Regions from separate parts of the Mus musculus genome. Here all the other regions are linked to region 1. The links are chromatin contacts, called in public HiChIP or PLAC-seq maps. All regions are on one chromosome and are shown on one strand. Each heading gives the region's core, a stretch centred on a gene start, on an enhancer-like site or on the middle of the called end of the contact. The rest is flanking DNA. Distances are from core to core; before and after follow the strand shown. Region 1 holds the start of Ccl25 (chemokine (C-C motif) ligand 25). Region 2 holds the start of Zfp358 (zinc finger protein 358). Region 3 holds the start of Arhgef18 (rho/rac guanine nucleotide exchange factor (GEF) 18).

What was found. HiChIP or PLAC-seq counts read pairs in DNA pulled down with a chosen protein or histone mark.
Region 2: a contact with region 1 is called in an H3K27ac HiChIP or PLAC-seq map of embryonic stem cells, with 3 times the contacts expected there. The contact joins the promoter of Zfp358 here to the promoter of Ccl25 in region 1. A contact is called at or near these places in 2 of 115 datasets of contacts at active chromatin or transcription factors (both in embryonic stem cells) and 1 of 9 other capture datasets (embryonic stem cells).
Region 3: an H3K27ac HiChIP or PLAC-seq map of embryonic stem cells shows a contact between it and region 1, with 4 times the contacts expected there. The contact joins the promoter of Arhgef18 here to the promoter of Ccl25 in region 1. A contact is called at or near these places in 2 of 115 datasets of contacts at active chromatin or transcription factors (embryonic stem cells and large pre-B cells).

The regions. Positions count from the first base shown.
Region 1 is chr8:4,347,327-4,350,959 of GRCm38.p6, forward strand. It overlaps Ccl25 (chemokine (C-C motif) ligand 25), which reads left to right and starts at 2,262. Exons shown (of 6, transcript NM_009138.3): 1 at 2,262-2,329; 2 at 2,446-2,568. The coding sequence starts at 2,496.
Region 2 is chr8:3,491,574-3,494,896 of GRCm38.p6, forward strand. It overlaps Zfp358 (zinc finger protein 358), which reads left to right and starts at 1,565. Exons shown (of 2, transcript NM_080461.2): 1 at 1,565-1,736.
Region 3 is chr8:3,351,574-3,355,002 of GRCm38.p6, forward strand. It overlaps Arhgef18 (rho/rac guanine nucleotide exchange factor (GEF) 18), which reads left to right and starts at 1,864. Exons shown (of 29, transcript NM_001370668.1): 1 at 1,864-2,157. The coding sequence starts at 2,154. Gm30369 (a long non-coding RNA gene) reads right to left here. Exons shown (of 5, transcript XR_870091.2): 2 at 3,280-3,347; 3 at 2,133-2,234.

The sequences.
Region 1 (3,633 bases), core at 1,012-3,511:
CTCTCTCTCTCTCTCTCTCTCTCTCTGTGTGTGTGTGTGTGTGTGTGTGTGTGTGTGTGTGTGATATTTATTTTCATCTGACTCTCCAAATGCTAGGATTACGGATCTGTGTCACCGGTTTTATGTGGAAGTAATGTTAGAACCTTAAGTTTCATACATCCTAGGCCACGTTCCCAGCCTAGCACTTTGTCTTTAATTCACATCCTTGGGACCTTTGAACATCCTGTCTCCTACTCGCAGTCCTGTCTACATCTTGAGCAGACAAGCTACTCGCTTAGACTTCCTCTCCTCTTCCCTATGAAGGGTGCTAGTGGGTCAAGCCCTGACCCCCAAGCTGGGGAAAATGGGCACACATTCCTAGTAACTCCCCCTGACACTTGGCTTCAGTAGGTTCTGGTTTGCCACGCTGCGTCTCCAAGCCTGTAGCCACGCTGAGCAGCGTCCTAACCCAGCCTCACCCACCCAGATCCAGAAGCCGAGGAACCTGAGAAGCTCATGGATCTGAAGGGTAGGGGTGAGGGCTTGCATCCCCTCTACAAGAAGACTCCATCTGCTGCAGTGGCTGGATTGCACGCCACACCCTCGGAGTAAGCCCCACCCAGAAAGCACCCCCTGGTTTCATAAGCTCTTCTGTTTATATCTTCCTCATTTGAAAACTGGCTGTAAAGTTCTACCCACCAAAACTACTCAAATCTACACCATCAAGATTCATCCTCAGGTGCCATTCCTCAAAACTCGCCCCCTGGTGCTATTCTCCAAACACAGACCAAAGCTTTATGACTTGCTCTGGTGTGTGGAACTCTAAGCTCTAATCATCCTGGGGGGCCTTAAGCTTCACTCACCTGCAGCCGGCCAGCACCCTCCACTGCCCCGCGGAGTGGGGTAGGGGGTGGGAGAGGGCAAAAGACCCCGACTAAGTAGAATTAAATACAACAGGAGGTTCGGAGTGTGAGGAATACCCAGAGAAAGGACGTGTCGCTAGCTGCGGATGCGAGTGATGAAAAGTTAAAAGCGGTTAGTTGTGAGTTCTTGTGGCAGGCCTCCCCGTTCCTCCTCCCCGCCCCGTCCAGCCCCGCCCCATCTTCCTAAACACTTTGCCCCTATCCCCCAGAGGGTCAAGTTAACCAAAGGAAAGAAGAAATGCTTTCAAAATGAATCTTGTTTTGCTTCCTGCAGACAACAGACGCTGTCACCTGGATCCTGGCTTCACATTCCAAACCAGAACATTACTTTCTTTCCAGTGTTGTGGTTACAAACAGTTTTGTTAGAATGGCTTTCATTCCGTATCACTCACTGCCCCACTGAAAGTGTACCTTTCCAGACCGGGAGCTGGCTGAAGGAGTTTGCTGCAAAACTTGATGACCTTACTTTGATTCCAAGCTCCACTGACTCTGCAAAGTTGCCCCCAGATCACCATGGTTCTCATGTCCCCAGCCTCCCAAATAAATACAATTTTAAAAGTGGGCCAGCAACTGGAATTTTATTCAGCAACTAAAAAATAACATTATGGTCCAGCACTTGGGAGGCAGAGGCAGAGGCAGTCGGATCTCTGTGAGTTCAAGACAAACCTGGTCTACAAAGTGAGTCCAGGACAGCCAGGGCTCTGTTACGCAAAGAAAGTCTGTCTCAAAAAAAACAAACAACAAAAACAAACAAACAAACAAACAGGAAAAGAAAAAGAAAGAAATTATGAAATTTCAGGAAAACGTGTTAAGGCCAGGACAGAGCAAGAGAGCAAGAAAAGGCAAGATGGCTCCGTGGCTCAGTGAGTAAAGGCACCTGCCACCAAATCAGATGACCTTTGTTTCATCCCCAAGACCCACAAGGTGGAAGGAAAGAATAGATTGTTGTCCTCTGACCCCACAGATACGCCATGATTTATGTGTGCCCTGTTCTCATGTACAAAATAATAATAAAAATTAGAAATAATAAAACTTTTAAACGCAGCTAACTATAAAAAGATCCGTGAGGAGATGGAATAAAAAGCTTGTAAGGGAGAGGGCTGCGGACAGTATTGGACCTCACATAATAAGGTATTGGGAGGGGATACTGATTGAGAGGCCTGGCTGCATAAAGTGCCTCAAGGTTCATGGGGCAGGTAACCTGCAGAGACAGATGTAAAATAGGACTTGGTCTATCTGAAGGAGAGAGAAGTCCCAAGTCTCACAGAGCTGGTAGAGAGGAGGAGCAGGAGGAGGGAGGGAGAGAAGAGAGGGGGCAGGTCACTGCAGGGTGGGGCTCTGACTATAAAGAATGAAGCCAGTTCACTGATCCCATAGGCAATACACGCTACAAGCAGGCACCAGCTCTCAGGACCAGAAAGGCATTGGTGAGTCTTTTTCTGACTACAGCAGAGGCTAGAGCAAGTCCTTTGCCATCTGCCTCTCTTTCAGAGAGTTCCAGGGGTGGCTTGAGATACTGATGTCTTTCCTTCCACTTTTATAGGTGGCCCCCTTAAACCTTCAGGTATCTGGAGAGGAGATCTAACCTTCACTATGAAACTGTGGCTTTTTGCCTGCCTGGTTGCCTGTTTTGTTGGGGCCTGGATGCCGGTTGTCCATGCCCAAGGTATTGTCCTTAGCTATACCTACCTTGCCCCGGTTTGGGCATATTGCTTTCTCTTCTCACTTGTCCTTCTCCACTTGTTGAAGTCTCCCTGTATTCTGTATCCTTTGAACTCTTCAGTGTCTCTTGGGAGGTTGGGCATAACAAGAATTCCTGGTACTACTGGAGGTAGATGGGTAGAGATGAAGTGTCCCCAGCTACTTACTCCCAGATCCCTCACTTTCATTCTGAAGTGCTTCCTTTGCAAGACTCAAGAGGTTTAGGGGCTGCAGGAACCTGAGGGTGGATTCCAATTGAGGAGAAATTCACTTAGCCAGAAATGCATTTTGATGCCCTTCTTCTGCCTAGTTAGGGGATGTGAAGTTAAGCTCAGAACCCTGAAGACTCTCCAGACTGCATTCCCTGCCTTTCCTCCCTGTGTAATCTAGGCAAGGGGCTAAGATTATTCTGTGTGGGACTCAGTGTCCCCATCTGCTAAGCAGGAATGAAAATTTAAGGATCCAATGAACTGCAAAATACTCTCAGCTGCAACAGGATTCCCAGCCCTGTGGTCAGGGAACCATCTTTGTCTTCTTTCTTGGCCTCCTGGAAAGCAGGTACTGGAGGATTCAGTTACCCAAGGCCAGTTCTCAGGGGCATGAAGCATCCCCCAAGAGTCCTGTCACTGGGTGCTTCATCTCAGAAAAAACTGTGAAGTCCCAGCAGGTGTCAAGGCAAAATCCCAGGCCAGGTTGAGGACCAGGATCCCTGCTTTTGCCTTGCCTGCTCTTCTACAGACAGGTCGTGCACCTTCAAGCTTCCACCGTACCCATAGAAAGCCAAGCTTGGCTTTTTTTTTTTTCCCATTCTGCTATCTGGGCCACTCCCAACCTCTGCCCTTTGATCCTGGGAGAAAAATGGCCCCCAGTGTTGGAAAACACCTGTCAGGGATCCCTGAAGTCCCATTTCTTATCTGACACCACTGCCCCTTGTCCTCAAGAGCCAAGGTGGAGCAATGGCAAGGAGGATGAACTCTGTCCCTGAACCTCTACTAGGCTCTACTTGTCCTCAGATCGAGGAACCCACTGT
Region 2 (3,323 bases), core at 315-2,814, 860 kb before region 1:
GCAACATCCAGAGTCCAGCTGCCAGATCCCCCTGGGCTTGTTTTCATTCCCCCTGCGGTGGAGGGAGCTGGGGCTTTAAAGTGTGGTCTAGAGCCTTCCTTGGTCCTGGCTAACGTCTTCCAGAAATCAGCTCTTGGTCCAGCCTCCTGGACTGCCTCTGGTGTCACCTGTCATTTGAATAGGAAGCTGAGAAAATGGAAGGATCAGAGGGCAAAAGGTTACCTAAAATTAGTGAAAGATTCTACTATCAACAAAAACTCTGTGTGTGTGCACTTGTGTGATAGAGACAGGGGAGGGGGAGAACTTGTACTTACACATATATGTGGACTAGAGAGATTGACTTCAGGTGTCTTCCTCAATGGGTCCCACCTTATTTTAATTTTTTAAAATTGCATTTATTTATGTAGTGGTGTGTGTATATCTTCCATGTGGAGGTTAGAAAATAGTTTGATCTTTCCACCCATGTTGGTCCTAAGGAATCAGACTCGGGTCCTTGGCCTTTCACCAAGCACCTTTACCCACTAAGCCACTTGGTTGTCCCTCCAACCTTACTTTTTGAGACACAGTCTCACAATGACCCTGGGAGCTCACTGATTCAGCTAGACTGGCTGGCCAGTGAGCCCTTGGGTCTTCTTGCCTCAGCCACCTCAAAGCTAGGATTCTAGATACCCACCACTGAATCTGTCCTTCCACATAGGTGACAGAGATCTCAAGCCAGGTCTTCAGCTTCTGCAACAAGCAGTTTACCGACTGGGTCACCTCTCTAACCACCTGTCTTACCACAAACCATCACCCACTGAGCCATTTTGACAGCCCTAAACTTTCTGAGATAATACTAGATGAAGAAAAGACAAGTGCATATTTAAATTGCAGGCCTTCTCAAAGCACACCCTCCCCCGGCCTCTTGCTTATATAATTTGAGTATCATGATAGCTGGTGTTTGAAACAAGATAGAGAAATGAAAAAGAAGGCAAGACAAAGGTAGGCAGAGACAAAAGGCAGAGGCAGAGAAAATGACTGGGCCAGAGGCAAAGAAATTAAAAGAGGAAAAAATAAATTACGGTAGAGAAGGAGAATGGGGAAAAAAGGAGGACTGGAGAGATAGTTCAGCATGTAAAAGTGCACGGCCAAGCCTGCAGACCCTGGTTCTATCCCTGGGATGGAATAAGGAGAGAACGGACTCCTGGAACTTATCTACTGATTTCCCCATGCGCAACACGGCATGCATAGGCACTGAATCCATTTTTTAAAGAAGATAATGAAAGAGATGGAGAGGAGGGGACAGAATGGAAGAAAGATGGACAGATGGAGACAGAGATACAGATGGAGAGTCAAGATCGGGGGTCGGAGAAGGGGCCCGAAAAGTCACATGGGTGCATGGAGGGTTAGGGTGGCGCGGGTTGGTAGGGCGCAAACAAAGACTGGACGCGCGCCAGCTCGGGTGGCCCTGGTCGGGACAAAGGCTTGGCCCGGGGGCGGGGGGGTGGGGTGGGGCGGCGCGGGGGCAGCGATGGCGCCGGCCGCGGAGGGCTCGAGCGAACTACAAGTCCCAGCAGCTCCCGCAGCGGCCCTCGGCCGGCCCCTCTCGCTCCCCGGGAGTGCCTGGCGGGGCCGCTGGGCCGAGGGGGCCGCCAGCGGGTCTGGCGATCGGTGGGGTTTCCTGCAAGCCTGGGGCGGGGAGACACCGGCTGGCCAGCGCGAGTGCAGCCAGGCCGGGCAGGGGCGAGGGGCATCGGGTGAGTGACCCCGAAAGCGGATCGGGCTGGATTGGGGAAGGCTGGACAAAAGGGGGAGGTGGTTGGGAGGAGACCCCTCAACACTAAGAGCAGGGTGCGGGGCGCGGCCCCAGGCTATCTCTACGCACCCCTTGCAGAGTACATGGTGCCAGCGCTCTACTTGGGGGGTCAAGGTGGCGGACGCGGTGGGAAGGGGGTCCGGAGGAGCTCAGGCCTAGTACGTTTATCCGGCCAACGGCGGGACCACCCCCTAATCTACAGTGAATCTGAGATCCGGATGGGTGGAGGCGCCCGCTAGCTCGGAACCCACAGAACAGAACACCTCCTTGTTTCAGAAGGGGGTTCTTTTTTTCTGGAAACCAAGAGAAGCTTGGGGCATTGTTCTTCCTATGTGGGACTTTATACTCCATAGTGTGTGTGTGTTCAGAAGGGAGGTGTCGTGTTACCTCAAGAATCCCAAGAAAAATCCCAGTTATTGTTATCTTCCACATTCAGTCTTAGGATGTAGAGCTCTGGAAGCTCATTTTCCCAAGAGATGATCGGGGTGCACCTGCCCTCTGCACATCTACGAGACAGATGTGAGTTTCCATTCAAGATGGGAGTTCATGAGGCTGCTTCCTTCGAAGGCAATCTAAAAATACCTTGTCTCCAGAAATCTGGGCGGAGACCCCGGGGTACTGCCCACTAATCTCCAGCAGTTGGGCCTAGGTAGAGAAACTGTTGGGGGAAACTCAGCGCCCCTCTGTGTACTATCTCCTGACTGTGAGGTTGGGGTCAGGTAGGTCTCCCTAGTCCCCTGGAGCCCAGCCCAACAAAGAGTTCACTTAGCCCCAAGGTAGAGAGGTGTTACTCTTTCTCCACATCTGCCTCTTTCCCTAAAACAGTCTTCATACCCTAATCAAGGAGTGTGTGGTTCAGGAACTCCCTTCCCTTGAAGACATTCCTCCTCAGCCCTCTGTGCCCCACCCCCCAGTTCTCTCTGTAACCCCCCAGAGGCCCCCCCCCAAGCTATAGTTATCACCGGCTCTTCACCAAGGGGTTAAAATCCACAATCTTATAAGCCAATTGGAAAATTGCTATATTAACTGCTCTCTCCACCCTCTGGCTGTGGAGTTCTTAGTGATCCTTCTGCCCCTTTCCCCAGAAGGGGGCCATGTATGCACCCCTCCTTAGTTTTGAAAAACGTTATTATTTTGTAGCCCAGGCTGATCAGATCTGCCAGCCTCATCCTCAAAAGATGCTGGGATAACAGATGTGTGCCACCACTGCTAGCTCAGGTTTCCACTCCCTGTCCTCTGGTTTAAGACAGAACATATCTCACTCAAGCTAGAATTCTAGAGAGGTCTAGAATTCTTTCCTGGAAGCAAACAAGGAGCCCTGCAGTTTTCACCGTGACAGAGAAGGACTACTAGGTATCCTTAACTTCCCATCCTTACCACTACCCATTCTACTTCGGTAAGACAAGTCACACACATTCCCCTCTTTATCAGGGACCCCCAGATCTACCAGTTTGCAGGGTGGGGCAAGAATTCAGACCATGACCTCATGAAAAAAGAACCACAACACCCTTTCCCCCAGATTTAGGGT
Region 3 (3,429 bases), core at 614-3,113, 1.0 Mb before region 1:
GCCAGATTCGGGCTATCGCCTGCGCAGTGGCGTTGTTTATGGCGACGGTGTACCGGAGGCCGGCGCCATCTTTTAGGCGCCCGGCTGCCTACACTAGCCCTCTGGAACTGTAAGCCAAAACACACTTTCTTCTGTTGCTCTTGCTTGTGGTGCATCCTGTGTGCCACGGCATGGCCTCACTGTCTATACTCTATGTGTGTTCACCTGTGCATACAGTTCCACATATATGTGCAGAGCCCAGAGTATAATGTGTGTCTACTCAGAGCTTTCTGCGCGTATAGACACTACTATTCTACACAGCATGTGTGTAACTGTGCTCAGCTTCTCATGTCTGTGCAAAGACCAATGTATCCACCCAGGAATCTCTGCATGTGTGAATGCTGCTATTTGTACATTACTGTTTCCCAGAGGGCCACATTTGAGAACTCACAAGAGTTTCATGCTAAGAGACCACTCACTCAGTTCCAGTGTGGAGCCAAGTTTAAACCCTTCTTCTGCTCACCTTTTCAGGTACTGGTGTACCCATCCTGGTAGGAGTGAAGATAGTCTATATTCATTCCTATTATTAAGTGTGTATGTGTGTGTGCACATGTGTGCATATGTGTGCGTGTACCTGTATGTGTATTTGTTTGTGTGTGTATATATATGAATGTATATATGCAGGTGGCTGTGGGTATGTGCGTTTGTCTGTATATGAATATGTGCTTGTGTGTGCAACTGTCTGGGGTATGTGTGTTTGTCTGTGTGTGGATATGTGCGTGTGTGTGCATGCAATTGTGTTGGGTGCCTATAGAGGTCAGAAGGGGCACAGGACCTTCTATAGCAGAAATTAAGCAGTTATGAGCCACCCAGTGTAGGTGTTGGGAACTGAACTCAGGTCCTCTAGAAGACTAGCAAGCACTCCTAACCACTGAGCCATCTCTCCAGCCCTGCGCATACCTCTTGCCTTCTATTTAAACCTACATCTAATACCAGGTCTCTAAGGATGGACTTGGAGGGGAGAGGTGGGAGGAGCAGGGGGCCGTTTGGTCCTCTTACAGGTGCAGCAACCCTGAATAGATACATTTTTTCTACTTCTCACTGTTGTTTGCCCTGGTTGCCTAGACTTCCTCTGAAGACTGGGCTGGCCTCAGATTCAGAGGTGCGCCTGTCTCTGCCTGCCCAGTGGGATTGAAGGCGTGCACCACCACATGCACTTATTTTTGAGACAATGTCTCTCACTGAACCTGGAACACTGGATCAGACTGGGTAGCCTGCCCTTCCCTGGGATTCTCCTATCTGCCAGCTCAGTACTGGAGTTCTCACAGGTGGCCTTACCACACCCTGACTTTATTTAGTCAGGTGGGGGTGGGGAACTAAAATCAATTCCACTTGCTTGCACAGCAAGCACTTGACCCTTTGAGCCATTTCCTCGACTGACTTTCTTAGAATGAGTCGCTGAATCTGGTTTGTTAGGAGACTGCCAGGACTCAAGCTCTAACCTTAACAGCTCTGGTAACAGTGCGTTAGTTGAAGAAGTGGAGTTAGCGGTAGTGGCAGTATTTACACCGGGAAAACAGACAGATACCAAGCAGAATGATCGCTGGTAGACATTTACAAACCCAGCGTTCAGCTCCACATGTTTCCATGGGTCCACACACCCACATATGTGTCTGTCCCCATGTGTGTTCCAGCGTGTGTCTGTCTAGAGACATGTGACTTGCATGTCCCATGTGTCTCTGTTTGTGTGCCCGAGTGTTAGGGTGAGGCCCTCACACCCCGTTCCTCTTCAGCAGTTGGCGCCACAGGAAGCTGCCGGGTGGGGGTTCAGTGCTGCTGCCTCCCCTCCCCTCCCCTCGTGGGAGGCTTTACATTCTTTACTTTACTTCCCCGTGACGCCTACGGCAGGTACAGGCTGAGGGTGGACTCCCAGATCCTCATAACCCACCTCCATTTGTTTTCTCCTCTCCTTGCTGACCCCTGCTGCCTGCTGCTCAATATTGATGAAGACAACCATAAAAAGCCGGTGGCTTAGAAAGAGGAAACTGGGCAGAGTTGAGCCACTCTGTGGTTAGCCTGGCTCATGTGTCCCTTGAAACCCTGGTTGTGTGACATGGGAGCTGCAAGAGCTGTTAACAAAGCCAGTTACCTACCTGAGCAAGAATCGGGAACTCATGGGTGAGTGACTATCTTGAAGAGTGGTGGGCACTTCGGGATCTGCACGTCTGAGAGTCTGTGAGGCAGGAGATTGACTCCTATAGCCGGGACACAACAGTAAGAGAGTGGGGCAGCTGTTTGCACTGCAGAGATCAGGAATCCTAAAATGACCCTGGAGGGTGCTGGGGAGATAGCTCAATTGATAGGGTGCTTGCTTAGCATGGGCAAAGTCCTGGGTTTCATCCCCAGCACTGCATAAGTCAAAGCTGGGTGTTGTACGCTGTCAAGCATCACTTGGGAGATGGAGGCAGGAGGATTAGAGGTTTAGGTTATCCTCAGCTACATAGGGAGTTCAGAGGCCACCTGGTCTAGAGGAGACCTATGATGGAGTCTGAAGGAACCTTTTGTAAGCAAAGCCTGTGTGGGGACGGAGGAGTAGGGGGCCAGGGATGAGGGAGGAAGTCTAAGCGCCTTTTCAGCAGGTGTCCGTGTTTTGCCTTGTTCTGTTTTGTTTTGCTTTTGAATCTGGGTCTCACCATGCAGTCCAGGCTTGCCTCCAACTCCCAGCATTCCTACTTGTGCCTCCCCAGTTCTGGGGTAACAGGTATGCACGCATACCACCACACTGCAGCTTGACCTCTTCACCTTTCAAAGCATTGGCTCTGGGGTTTTGTTCAGCCTTGCCTGACACAGACTTGGAGAATCCTGTCTGCAAAGCAAAATTTTAAGGCTGACATCTGCTGAAAAGCCGATCTTTCCAGGTCTTCCAAATGGGGACCACCCTCTGCTCAATAGCCCTCCAGCTGTAGGCCCTTAACCCTGGGGAGTCACTGGTGGCTCCCTTTGTGGCCCAGTTTGAGGAACCTCCCACAACAACTGCCGGAATGGAGTGAGGTGAGGAGGCAGGCTGTGGTTTGTACCAGGCACACCCAAGACTACAGTTTCCTCAGTTTCTGTTGACTTTGTGCACTCTCGGGTGTAGGAAGGCGACCCCTGGAGCCATGTATCAGTGGATTTAGAGCTGACCACTCTAACGGAGGTGGTGAGTTAGGTAGGAGACAGGCTTTGAATGTGGCTCCCACAGGGCTGACCCTCCAAGAGAGTCACCCTGGTTTCTGAGGGAAAACTCCAAGTTGTACCCACCTTTAAGCACCCTTCTTGTGACTGTAAATTCCTGTCTGAGGCAGCTTTTCATGGGTCTTGAAGAGGACCTAGGGAGATAACACAGAATAAGAACTTGGTTCAGCTCCCCTAAACTCATGAAAAAAAAAAACAGGTTTTGAGCATGGTGGT